Linked DNA regions of Gasterosteus aculeatus: region 2 is linked to region 1. The links are chromatin contacts, called in public Hi-C maps. All regions are on one chromosome and are shown on one strand. The core of a region is the stretch at or near the end of the contact, and the rest is flanking DNA. Distances in the headings are between cores, read along the strand shown. Region 1 holds the start of LOC120835840 (meprin A subunit beta). Region 2 has its middle 7.0 kb from the start of nicn1.

Region 1 (5,953 bases), core at 1,934-4,433:
AACAAGAAACATCCACATTCTAAGAGCGTTTACACACCGCTTATTCCTCTGATGTTAGCGACTAATAGCAGAAGGATGCTGTCAGTGAGGAGATGTTTGCCTGTGAGGATCTAAGAGGTTCTTACCCACTGGGCCGGTCAAAGGAGCTCTGAACTCCGGTCAGGAAGTGGTCGCTGGGGACCGTCCAGCTGAAGTATTCCTGAAAGTAGTTGATGTGTGTCTCTGTGTAGCAGTTGGATGTGGTAAAACCAGGAGAGCTGCAGCACTGAAACCTCCATCTGAAGAAGAAGAATAATGTGTTCATCAACATTCATGAACAAATTTGTTATCAGAGAATGTGGTTTTGATGTTTTTTCCAGCAATAAAACCCACTGACCTCCTGTCCTTGAAGAGGCGGCTGTGTTCAGCGTAGGCCCCACTGATCACTTTACCGCCTCCACAGTTGAAGTTAAATGGTTCCCAATAGTTGTTGAGAGAACTTGACCACTGGCATGTGGTTTGACGATTGAGAGCCTTACATGAAAACGCCCAAAGTCGATCGTTCTTCTCTGAATTGTAGAGACTGTTGTGGAAGGGAATTATCATGTTATAAGACTGCTTGTTGTACCTCATGTATAAATAAATAAAACACAGGTATTTTTTTATATCTATATGAATATAATTTAAAAAATTGATTTTGTGAGCTTTCACACATCAAACCTGACACACAACACTTGGCTCTTTGAGCACGTCTCAAAATGTAGCTTAAAATGAGGCATTCCATCCTGATCAGGTGATGACATACATTGACTTTGGCTTTCAGATGATAAGAGATGAAACCCAACTTGATTGAAGATGTTTACCTTGTGATGCCAGATACAGCTTGGCCAGTAGGACAAGTGCGGCTCAAAGTGTTCTCCAACACGTTGTCCCACTCGTTGTACGCATGAAGGTAATCCGCTGTAAGAGAGAGCTCCGTTTAGTGGGGATTTTAGACAAGTTACTTAGCCAGCAGGGACAAGACCTCATCATTCTGCAGTCAACTGCATATTCCCTTTGAATCTAACTTACTGCAGACATACAGCTTGTTGATCTTCAGAATGTCCTTCTCCGACATGCCTTCCCTCTGGCCTATTTGTGCTGAGGGGTCGAGGGCAACGATGGTATCTTCCCCGTTCTTTGAGAAGTCTCTGGGTGCGTAGTGCATTAAAGACGAGTAGTCATATGCGACATTTAGGTTGTTTGTGTCCAATCGGTCAAAGTTTCTCTCTTGTCCGTCCTGGATGTTTGCTAAGTTGATCTTGACGAAAGCGTCTCGGTCACTTCTACTCTGCTCGTGCCAGAAGCCGAGTGCGTGGATGAGCTCATGCTGGATGATACCACTTTGAAGGCACCCTGCACCCAGCGACACCTCTTGAGACATTCCAATTCGTCCAACCCAGGACCAACAGCCGCTTTTCTTCACAATGCTAATGTAGTCGGGCTGGTTCGTGTGGGCAACAAACCGGATGCAGGTGCTCATGTGGAAGGCACTGATTGCTTTGGCAATCTGGTCCTTCTCAGCGCTGGTAAAGGAATCACTCACGATAAATGGCACTTGGACTGTCGCTTGTAACTTTTCCCATCTGCAGTCACTGCAGATTCTTGCATTCCTTGTATTAGAGACGATAACATCTCCTTCCACTACAAGGTTGGCTACTGGTTTGTTTGCTCTGAGGATTTGTGAATTGACTGTCTGTGTATCTGTAAAGTGAATAAAAAAGTTTTAGTTTGATTCAATTGATCTGTGAAAAAGTGCTATCTGGTGTAGTGTTAATAAATATGCACACTGACATACCAATATCTATGTCTATGGCATTCATAGTCAACGAAGTACAGTAAAACTAATTACCTTGTGTTTTTCCTTTGCAGTAATTGAAACTCCACCGATGATCACTGTCAATAAAAAAAATAATGTCACTTTGTAAAGTCTTAAGAAAGCCGAGATCATTGTTACTCATTTGATCATTATGGCTAAACTCAATTAGGAGCAAATATAGTAAACAATTTAAATGAAATAATGAACATTTGATCTAATGATATAATGAATATTTCATTCAGTGTCTGAAAAGATGTCAAACATAAAGGTTAAAGGCAGAACTGTGTTCTGGTGTCAGGTTGCTTACCCAGTGTCCCGGTTCTTGAGTTGGGTCTGGACTCCTGTCAGGAAGTGGCCTGCAGGGAGTCTCCAGGTGAAGTCTTTGCTCCAGTAGTTCACCAGTGGAGATTTACGACATTCAGAAGTCACAAAGTTTGGAACGGAGCAGCAGAGGAACTTCCAACTGAAACAAGATCAGATCAAGGAAACCATTTTACTTTTTTAAGTTCAGTCTTAACATCAAATCAAGTAGTTAAACCAAAATGTCATTGAAAGTCATGAAGGAGCTCACAGATGGATTTCAGACAAAAAAAGCAGTTTAAAAAGTATGCTCCTGTGTTTGTACCATCTCGGTAGCAATGAAATATCACCATGCTGACAAATGAGTTCCATTTAAAGCCCCCCACATACGATAATGTTAATAGATTCCAACAACATGCATTATTCCAACAAAGGACCAACCTTCTGGCTCCTTGTGCCATGTCGAAATCGCTGAAGACGCCAGCAACTACACGATTAACCGGACAATGGTAGCGGAGTTCTGTGTCATACGAGTCCTGGGAGGTGGACCAGGAGCAGTCTGAGGTGGAACCCAAAGCCTTGCACTCAAACTTCCATTGGCGATCTTGGTCAGTGGCGCTGTAGGAGCTTTGATATGAATCACAAAGGTTTAACGGTTAGTTCAGAAGAAGCAGAGTAAAAAGGTATCATAGCAAACCAAACATGGTGCATTGATCTTTACGTTGAACTTTACCTATTGATCTGGGACACGGCGTGTTTGTCTGGACATGCATGACGCAGAATGCCTCTCAATCTGTTGCCATAATCCTGCGCTGCGAGTCCAGCTGCAAACAAACATGTCGTCCAACAATCAATCATCAACATCATCGACAGAATATGAGCACAAGGTGCATCTACCAATAAGAGCTGAATGTTCTCACCGGTCAGAAGGACTGCAACCACGATGAAGGTCCACATAGCGTCTGAGGAGTCGGTGTCTTTCCTGTGATGAGAATGACTTCACTGACTGGAGGTGCTGCCATTTATACTCTGGTGACCAGGAAACAGTTTGTTTGTCACCTCATAGCAGAGGCGTGTGAGTCACTTGTAAACCAAGGAGAAAAAACATTCCACTGCCAAATGTATTAATTATCTTAACCAGAAATATTTTCAACTTCTTCCTCATAGCTGTCAGATCAGGTACCAAAACCAATGAATCATAGTATCAAGTAAAATGCAATCCGAGCACCACTTCAGTCCAGTGGTCGTGTTGTTTAACTGCGCTGCTGTGAACATCTTCAGCAGAAAGAGGCCTTCAGTTCTCATGCAGTGGTCTGATCCTACTGACTAGTACTGATATTATACACATCTTATATGCCCACGTCCACTAAATCATTCCAATCGGACAGATGTTAAAGAAATACAACCAACATTTAGATTTACATTGTTTTTGTTGGTTTCTTGGTTAGTCTGTACTAACTATCGTTAACTACCGGCTGGTCAGTAATCACGTTGATGAACAATGCTTTTCTTCTGTAGTTTCACCTGCTGCTGAACCTTCAACCTTTAAATGATTACGTGTGCTGGTGTAGAATAGTTACACAAACACAACAACGTCATCATTCGAATCAAGTCTGTCTGCTCTGAACTGGCTGAAAGTGGACAGAAGTAAACTGTGTTTACCTGAGCACACCTGCACTCACCTGCATTCCTTTCCAAGCAGCAGGATTACGTAAGCGGTATTTTGTCTCTCGGCCCTTTGAGGCAATAACTATTGCTATTACTACTAATAACCATACGTATACCGTAAAAACATATAAATACATGCATATGTATACACATGCATTTCTATATGTATACATCAGGTGTTTGCTTATGGAGATGATACAAAGGATGAACTGATAACCGGTGAAGAACGTCCTTGTATTCACTTTAATCGCTGCTCTACTTGAGTATCTGTCCACACCAAAGGGGTCAATAAAGACCAACGTGGTCTCCTCTCTCTCGTTCCCCCCACCAGCCTGTAACCTGCCCCCCCCTCCCCCCCCCCCCTCTTTTCCTTGGCTAGTTCCCATGCATTCCTAGTGGCCTCAGAAACCCAATACAGCCTTTTGGTGAGTCCACAGATCCTCCGTGTGGCCTTTCCGCCGTGCCAGCTGCCTCCCCCCCTTCAGCCCGATGGAATGTTAAGCCCCACTTGTGGAGAGCTTTGTCTCCGCCATGCAGCCAAACAAAAGGCAAAGTGGCTTTTCATTGTATTAGGGAAGTCCAACACCCCCAAATCCCCCCAGCTCTCTCCCCTCGACTCTCACAAAGAAATGCGCATGGTGGCAAAGTGCGTGAGCCGCCACACACACCAACGGGCCTGCATCATGCACGCACACACACGCACACACGGACACACACCAGGCATAAAGTGTGAATGGAGTCAATGCCGAACCCATTGTATCTGTTCACCGGCGCACACACACCTCCGACGCCGGAAGTTTATTCAGGTGATTTGTGTGATGTGGTTTGTAATGAAATGAATTAATGTGCTCGGATTGTTTTTTAATGATGCTGTGATTCATCAGTTCTGGTAGATGACCTGACATGAGGAATAAGCTAACTTTCAACCTGGACTGGATCCCATTTTCAGATTTCTGCAGTGGAGATGTGTTCCGTTAGCACGTGCTTAATAGATAATGCCTTATATGCACATTGCATTTAACAGAACTGCCTCAGAGGGAGTCCTCTTAACAACAGGGAAGGTTTTTCTCTTACGTTAAATGTATTCAACTAAGGTTTCTCCACTTTTTTGTTATTTGTGTAAAATGCTCCTTTACAACATGTTTTTCCAGACATGAACGGAGAGGCAGAGTGACGGGTTGATAGCAGAGAGGAAATGTTACGAAACTTTCCACTGCACAAACTGAGGTGCACAGAGCGGAGTTCATCCATGGCACTCCTGTAAATACCTGTGATTCATATGCTGATCTGTTGGCAGCAACACCGGCTCGGCCACATCACTAATTATCACAAGTACTTCAAATGTACGGCTCTATTTTTATAACGAGGGAGCTGGCTGATGAAATGCATGCACATGGCAATGAAACAAAAAACTATTCTGATTTCCATCTTCTTATTTCAGATGATCCCCTGATCTCGAATGTGAGTTACAAACCATCATGGAAATGGTTCAAGTTTAAGTAAAGTCTCAGCCCCGTCCACATTGACATCCTGGCACCTGTTGCCATTGACGTGCTGTTCCCCAGCTGGTGGAAACGTCTCCATTTGACGGGGAGACGAATGCGTTCCTCACCGGCCCTTCAGGATCAACGAGTAAACAGCGAACACAGATGTTCAGAGAAGTTCAGAAGGAACCCAACGGTGGATGAGATGAAGACGGGGGGGAGATCAACGGGGAAAGAGACGCTTGTATGAAGAAGACGGAGGGCGTCTGTCATTTGATAAAGTGCAATAAATAATGTGTGAAAATGTTCCTGATCTGTCAGCGTGTGAGTGAATGTGGTTCAGGGCCACTGATCTTCTTGAAGAAACCTTTTTGGGGTGTTGTCTAGTAGCAATGGTGTAAACGTTTTGTTTTAAGTCAAAAACGCCTCAACGCAAAATAAAATGAATTGAATTGAATTATCGGTTCATCCACAGTGACAATAAATTATTTAGAAATACAATAAATGTATTGATGGACTCATTTTAGTTTCATGATACAATACGAGTGATAACTGACTAAAAACACTCATCAGCATGAGAGACAGAAAGATGCTAAATGGATCACTGACCTTTCACTAGCAATAGAATACAGATAATACTATGAGACCAAAACAATGACACAAT
Region 2 (6,519 bases), core at 3,369-5,868, 39 kb after region 1:
ACGAAAGTAGACTTTGAATGATGCTGATGAAAGGAAAAGAAGCAATACAGAAGCTGTAAATGTGAGGGAGGAGGTGAGCAGAGGGGGAGGAGGGGGAGGAGAGGGAGGACCTGCTTCTAAATCCAAACATCATCTGTCATTTGACGACATTTTCTTTGGTCAAAGAGAAGCCCGATTGATGCTCAAGGAGGCTCATCCACGATCATCTCTGAGTGCATCGTATTATTGACACTGTGAAGCTCCACAAAGTCCGTGTGATGGATTTAACGCGAGAAGTCGCTGAGAAAAAAGGCACCGATCTTTATTTTGGTGTCAGAAAGTGTTTGAAGTTTGAGATGATTCCACACATCGATCGTTTGGAGTATTGATCGCCCAAACGGAGACAGAGGAGCTTCTCTGGGAGGCGTGTGGGGCTCACGCATGCACACCCGACCAACACCTGGGAGTTGTCTCCTGTCATCGCCTTCACGCCACACAAGGAGGAAGCTGGATGGGACAAAAAGACACAGAACTAACGAGGGGGACGAGTCTTCATGTCCCTCACGAACACGAACAGGTGGTCACATGTGTTCCTGAGACGCCTTTACAGATGTGGACACATGCAACTACGTAAAGAGGTAAGAAACTACAAAGAAAGCTGCAGAGAGACTACAAAGAGACAAAGAGACCCCCCCCCCCCAAACATCCCCCCTGCTCGATGTGGCACATCAATAGGGAGTCGATGGCTGGAGAAGGAGAGAAGGGGCAGGAGGTGGCAGCAGCACAGCTATTGCTCCACCTGCTGATTGGGTTGTGCCTAGAATACCAAAGACCTGGGGGAAGACTCTGGGTGGGGGAGATAACGGGGGGAGATAGCGGGGGTGGGGGGGTAGAGAAGACAGGAGAGAGAGCTTATTGACTGCAGAGGATGTACAAGCAGTAAAGATTAGCTCTCCCTCAGAGGACTCTGCGTCTCCATGTCTCCCCCTCTGTTTGTCTCCCCCCCCTCTCTCCCGCTGCGCCTCCACATCTGGTGGGGGGGGGGGGTATAAGGATTGGATCGCAGCTTTTCCATCTTTCTATCCCGCGAATAACGGATGATGTTGGACAGAGGGCGGAGGCGGGGGGTTGATATCAGGGGGCCGGGGGGTTTATACTGGGGGGGCGAGGGGGTTGATATCAAGGGGGGGGGGGGGGGGGTGATATTGGTGGGGGCGGGGCATGAAGGAGAAGGTCAGCCGAGGAGGGAAGCCGAGAGAAATAAGGAAGAACGACCAAAAGTGAGAGAGGAAATAGCGAAGCGAGGGAAGGAGGTGCGGAGGAGGAGAAGGACGGGACGGGGAGGTCGACGGAAGACGGAGCTGAAGACGAGGGCAGATGGAGGGTGTGAAGGAAGGAGGGTGAAGATGAATAAGAGGAAGACAAGGATGACGGAGAGGGAGGAAGAAAGCGATGGGGGAGAGAGAACACTGGGGAATGGAAGAACAAACAATGATTGATGACAGCGTATCGGAGTGTAAGAGAGGAGGTAATGAGACTCAGACACCAGGACATCAACAGAGAGGGAGGAGGCGAGGAAAGGGCTTCCTAAAGGAGGAGATAAAGGAAGGAAGGGAGGGAGGGAGAGGGACAGGGCGATGCACACTGCAGCATCATCCCCCGATTCTCCACCCGCATGAAGTCCCACTGCTTGTTTCAATTCGTGTCTCTGCAGAGTTCTGAGAAGGACGAGTTGGAGGATTACGACCAAGCGAGTTCACCAGCGATGTGACCAGAGAAAGAGTCCAGAGCGCCGACGTAGCGTCACTATGATGCCTCAGACACAAGCCCACCCCATGGAATGGAAGGCCCCCGAAAGGCTCCCGAAAGACGCCTGAAAGGCCCCGAAACGGTCTCGAAAGGCTCTCGAAAGGCTCCCGAAACGCTCTCGGAAGACCCCCCGAAAGGCTTTCGAAAGACCCCTGAAAGGCCCCGAAACGCTCTCAAAAGGCTCCCGAAAGGCCCCCGAAAGGCTCCCGAAAGACACCCGAAAGGCTCCTGAAAGGCTCCTGAAAGACTCCTGAAAGGCCTTTCAGATTCTGTTTCCTGTGGTTACGGATTTATTCACTGCTTAAGCCGGACGCAACACACGACATTCCTCGTTTCCTGGTCAGTACTCGGTAGCAGGATCAGCCAACGTGTGTCTCCGAGCTGCTTCATCTGGCCCCATGCGGCCTGCTGGGGGCCCCTCGTCGCTTGTACCTCCCCAACCACCTCTGGCTCCTAGGAACCTTCGAGCATGCTGGATTATGTATTATGAAGCCCAAGAGGTCATATTGAAAGGGGAAATGTTTCGCACCCATCATGAACAATAAACCTGCATGAGGAGGAGGAGGTCAGGAGGTCGATGGCGACTGACTGATGACCTGCATAACTAGCGAGTGACTAACAACCAAAGACGAGGAAAGTCAACGGCACATAACCTCTCTGTTTGTTTGACAGCAGGAATGACGGACAGCTGAGGTTTCACTTCCTGTGTCGTCTCCTTGGTGTCGTTAAGCAGCAGACTTCACCAGAGACTCCCTCTCACTCACAGTCATTTGAGTGTGTGTGGGTGAGGGTGAGGGTGAGAGAAGGCCCTCGGGGGAGACAGCAGGTCCTTCATTAGCCAGCTAATTATTGTGGAGATGTGTGACAGCGGGAAGGAGAGAGAAGAGAGATAAACACGACGTTCAGTACATCGAGAGCCTTTTGAAAACACTCCACTGTCGGTCTAATTAGTCACAATATCCAGAAACATCTGGAGTAAGCTGGCACACCACGGACAAGGACTGCAGGGGAAGATTTCAAGATAGACGAATGAATGAATGAATACCCGTTTTGAGGATCCGTTTTTGCGTATTTGTGATGTAAAGATACATGGTGGTGTGGTTCTGGTGACCCGGTGGGACAATGATGGTCTTATAAAGGGCAGAATGTGACTGGGATGGTGTATCTTTCTAGGCCAGCCTTAATTACACACAAATAAGGTCAAATACACGTTTTTATGTCCACATTGCAGTTTTTAGACACACAAATGCTTCTGACTAACCAAACCTTTTTGCATCACAGGACACGTTGTTTAAATGTCTCCAGCTTGTGTTCAACAAAGAACTAATTTCAACCAAAATCTTTTTTTTAAAGACGGTTGACTTGGACCCAAAATGCTGACTCATCAACAGACCGCATGACTCATTACCAGCTCCCCCGCCCCCCCGCCGCTAATCCCCCGGGTCCCACAGCCGAGAAAATAAGGTCGACAATCTCCCATTCGCCGCCGTCCGCCTCCTTCTGAAAGGGGTTAAAAAAAAGTTAATAACCCCGAACCATCAGCACAGCGGAGAGAAAATGAGCCGGAGACGGACGTCTTCCAGCGCTGCAGCAGCAGGCCGAGAGACGTTATCATGGAAAACGAGACCATGGGTGTGTGTGTGTGTGTGTGTGTGTGTGTGTGTGTGTGTGTGTGTGTGTGTGTGTCCGAGTAAAAGAGATAGTGTGTTCTTAAAGGTGAAAAACAGAAAACCTGACTGAAATGCATCCCTGGACTACACACACACACACACACACACACACACACACACACACGCAGTCAGTCGGTGACTTTCAGGAATGTAACAAGGTGAAGCAGCAGTTAGCAAAGTTATTTCCCTGCACAGTTTTGCGTGTCTGTTCGAGAAATTCAAAACGTATAAAAGAAATAAATGGAAAAATATTCTACTGAGAACATATTTGATAAGCACATTACTTACTTTGTGCATATTTAATGTTATTTACAGGAAACCTGTGATGCAAACAAAGTGGAGGTTTGCTCACACGATACTTCCACACCCCCCCCACCCCTCCCGAAAACAGTGTTTCCAAACATTCAGACAGGAGTTACATCCAAGCTGTGTGTCCATCATGTGTGGTTTGTGTTTTCTGTAACTCACCTGTTTGGTCGTTTCAGGCCCCTCCTCCCTCACTGTCCGTAATGACAAGCTCCTCCCTCACTGTCCGTAATGACAAGCTCCTCCCTCACTGTCTGTGATGACAAGCTCCTCCCTCACTGTCCGTAATGACAAGCTCCTCCCTCACTGTCCGTGATGACAAGCTCCTCCCTCACTGTCCGTAATGACAAGCTCCTCCCTCACTGTCCGTGATGACAAGCTCCTCCCTCACTGTCCGTAATGACAAGCTCCTCCCTCACTGTCCGTGATGACAAGCTCCTCCCTCACTGTCCGTAATGACAAGCTCCTCCCTCACTGTCCGTGATGACAAGCTCCTCCCTCACTGTCCGTAATGACAAGCTCCTCCCTCACTGTCCGTGATGACAAGCTCCTCCCTCACTGTCCGTAATGACAAGCTCCTCCCTCACTGTCCGTGATGACAAGCTCCTCCCTCAATGTTCGTGATGACAAGCTCCTCCCTCACTGTCCGTGATGACAAGCTCCTCCCTCACTGTCCGTAATGACAAGCTCCTCCCTCACTGTCCGTAATGACAAGCTCCTCCCTCACTGTCTGTGATGACAAGCTCCTCCCTCACTGTCCGTGATGACAAGCTCCTCCCCCCATGTCTCGGTGCTTGTCCTGCTCCTGTCAGACCAGTAGGCCGCTGTAGCGCGTGGACCATCCAAACCTTTGATCCCTCTTGGGGGTCACAGAGTCCCTGAAGGTGGGAGCTGAGATCTCAGAGTTTAACGGTGCCGAAGGATCTGAGCGAGACGGGAACCGAAACCTTCAGTACTCTGGAATGAATTTAACCGCATTGAGACATTAAAGCAGGTCCTCCATTGGACGATGTAAGTCTGTGTTTGTCCCTCATCCTCCAGGTGTTACCCTCAATCTCTGGGAAGCCTGTTTAGGGCAGATAATTAAAAACTCATTCAAATGAGCCAAAGATGGAAATTCGTCACACACACACACACACACACACACTCACACATAATGGACAAACAGGGGCCCAGAACGCAGCAGACCGCTGTAATCTGTGACCTTTGAAAGTGTTGGAGTGAATCCATTAGACAGAAGGGACGAGGAGGAGAGAGACGAGGAGCACCAGGAGTAAACGTGACGGGTGGAGGAAGATGGAAATAAACGGACAGGAAGCAACAAACATCGCACATGGAAACCACATCTCGCTGTTATTCAACGAACTCGTTTTTACTGCTGGTTAGAAACTTTGTCACGATGGCGAAGGCCTCCAGTCGGACGGAAGCTCCAAATGCCGTCTGTTTCTTTCTGATCTTCCGCAGAACAAAGCAGGTGAAAGAATCAGTCCCGGGAAGTTGGGTTCACCTTCTCAGCGACACTGTCGGCGTGTAAATCTTTTAAACTTCCGTCCCGCGGAGCATTCGGGAAAGCGGCTCGGGTGAAAACAAACTGTCTGCATCCATCTACTGTGTTTACACGCCGCGCAGTCCTTTCCACACACTCACAGAACGAGTTCTTCTCAATCTCTTATTCAGCGCTGACACCTCAGCTTTTAATAACTCAGCTCCTTTGCCGTCGTCTGTCTTTGCTGTAAAGGAGCGGAGAGGCCTGCGACTGTGATTTACGGGACCCGAGTATAAAACACGGGGCTGATAACAAATGCATGGAAATAGAACTCTGCAGGTGTTGGCGCCGGTGGGTTTGTGCGCCTCGAAAGATCCCAAGATCATTCCTCTTCTTCTTCGACGACGCCACCAATCTCTTTCTCTCCCTCCATCTCTCCGGATGCCGTCTTTTTGTTTCGACCCAAATCCTTCACAGTTTTCTCTTCCTGTCGATGTTTTCCCTCCAAAAGCTGCTCGCATTCTTCACCGTATGATTAAGACGAAGCAGTTGTCAAAACGTCGAGCCAGACTTTGTTGAGAAAAACACCAAGATGATACATTTGCCAGAAGGGGAACCTATAAAACATGTAACATGCTGTGAATTTAATCCATCTATGGAGCTGGGAGGTTGAGGGCAGAGATGGAGGCATCAACATGAACATCCTCTTGATGTGTGTGTGGTGGAGATGCTCTTCACTGACTTCATACTGTATGAAATGAAGGTGAGGAGGCGGGTTGGTGAATTCCTTTTTGTTTGAACTTGAACTTCTTGTGATGATGAACAGGGGACGTCTGCGTCTAACTGAGGAACGCACAATGCAAAGCTCACACCACAGACTGAAACAAATAACAGAGCCACAGTCCCATTCCTTGGCTTTTTGTACTGGTTCACTCCCAGTTCAAAAACAGCAGGTCGTGTGACTGGATGAAATCAGGAAACACTTTTAATTTGTCTTTTTTCTACCAGTCGGTGATCTCAGAGACCAGATCATTGGGCTGTGAGGTGTGGACACCATGAGGACACCATGAAGACACCATGAGGACACCATGAGGACACCATGAGGACACCATGTGGACACCATGAGGACACCATGAGGACATCATGAAGACACCATGAAGACACCATGAGGACACCATGAAGACACCATGAAGACACCATGAGGACACCATGAAGACACCATGAGGACACCATGAAGACACCATGTGGACACCATGAGGACACCATGAA

The links. A called contact is a pair of places that touch in the nucleus more often than the background predicts.
Region 2: a contact with region 1 is called in a Hi-C map of skeletal muscle, with 4 times the contacts expected there. The contact joins the enhancer-like site here to the promoter of LOC120835840 in region 1. A contact is called at or near these places in 4 of 6 Hi-C or Micro-C datasets (skeletal muscle, tail fin and whole body).

Annotation. Positions count from the first base shown.
Region 1 is chr17:865,393-871,345 of fGasAcu3.hap1.1, forward strand. It overlaps LOC120835840 (meprin A subunit beta), which reads right to left and starts at 3,184. Exons shown (of 10, transcript XM_040205107.2): 1 at 3,058-3,184; 2 at 2,871-2,961; 3 at 2,579-2,764; 4 at 2,145-2,300; 5 at 1,871-1,914; 6 at 1,051-1,722; 7 at 843-939; 8 at 377-562; 9 at 126-278. The coding sequence starts at 3,094.
Region 2 is chr17:902,748-909,266 of fGasAcu3.hap1.1, forward strand. No RefSeq gene overlaps it. Among protein-coding and RNA genes, the nearest start is that of nicn1, 7.0 kb to the right of the region's middle. Within about 2 kb of position 4,619, at least 1 of the 9 cell types and tissues checked has open chromatin away from gene starts, as enhancers often do.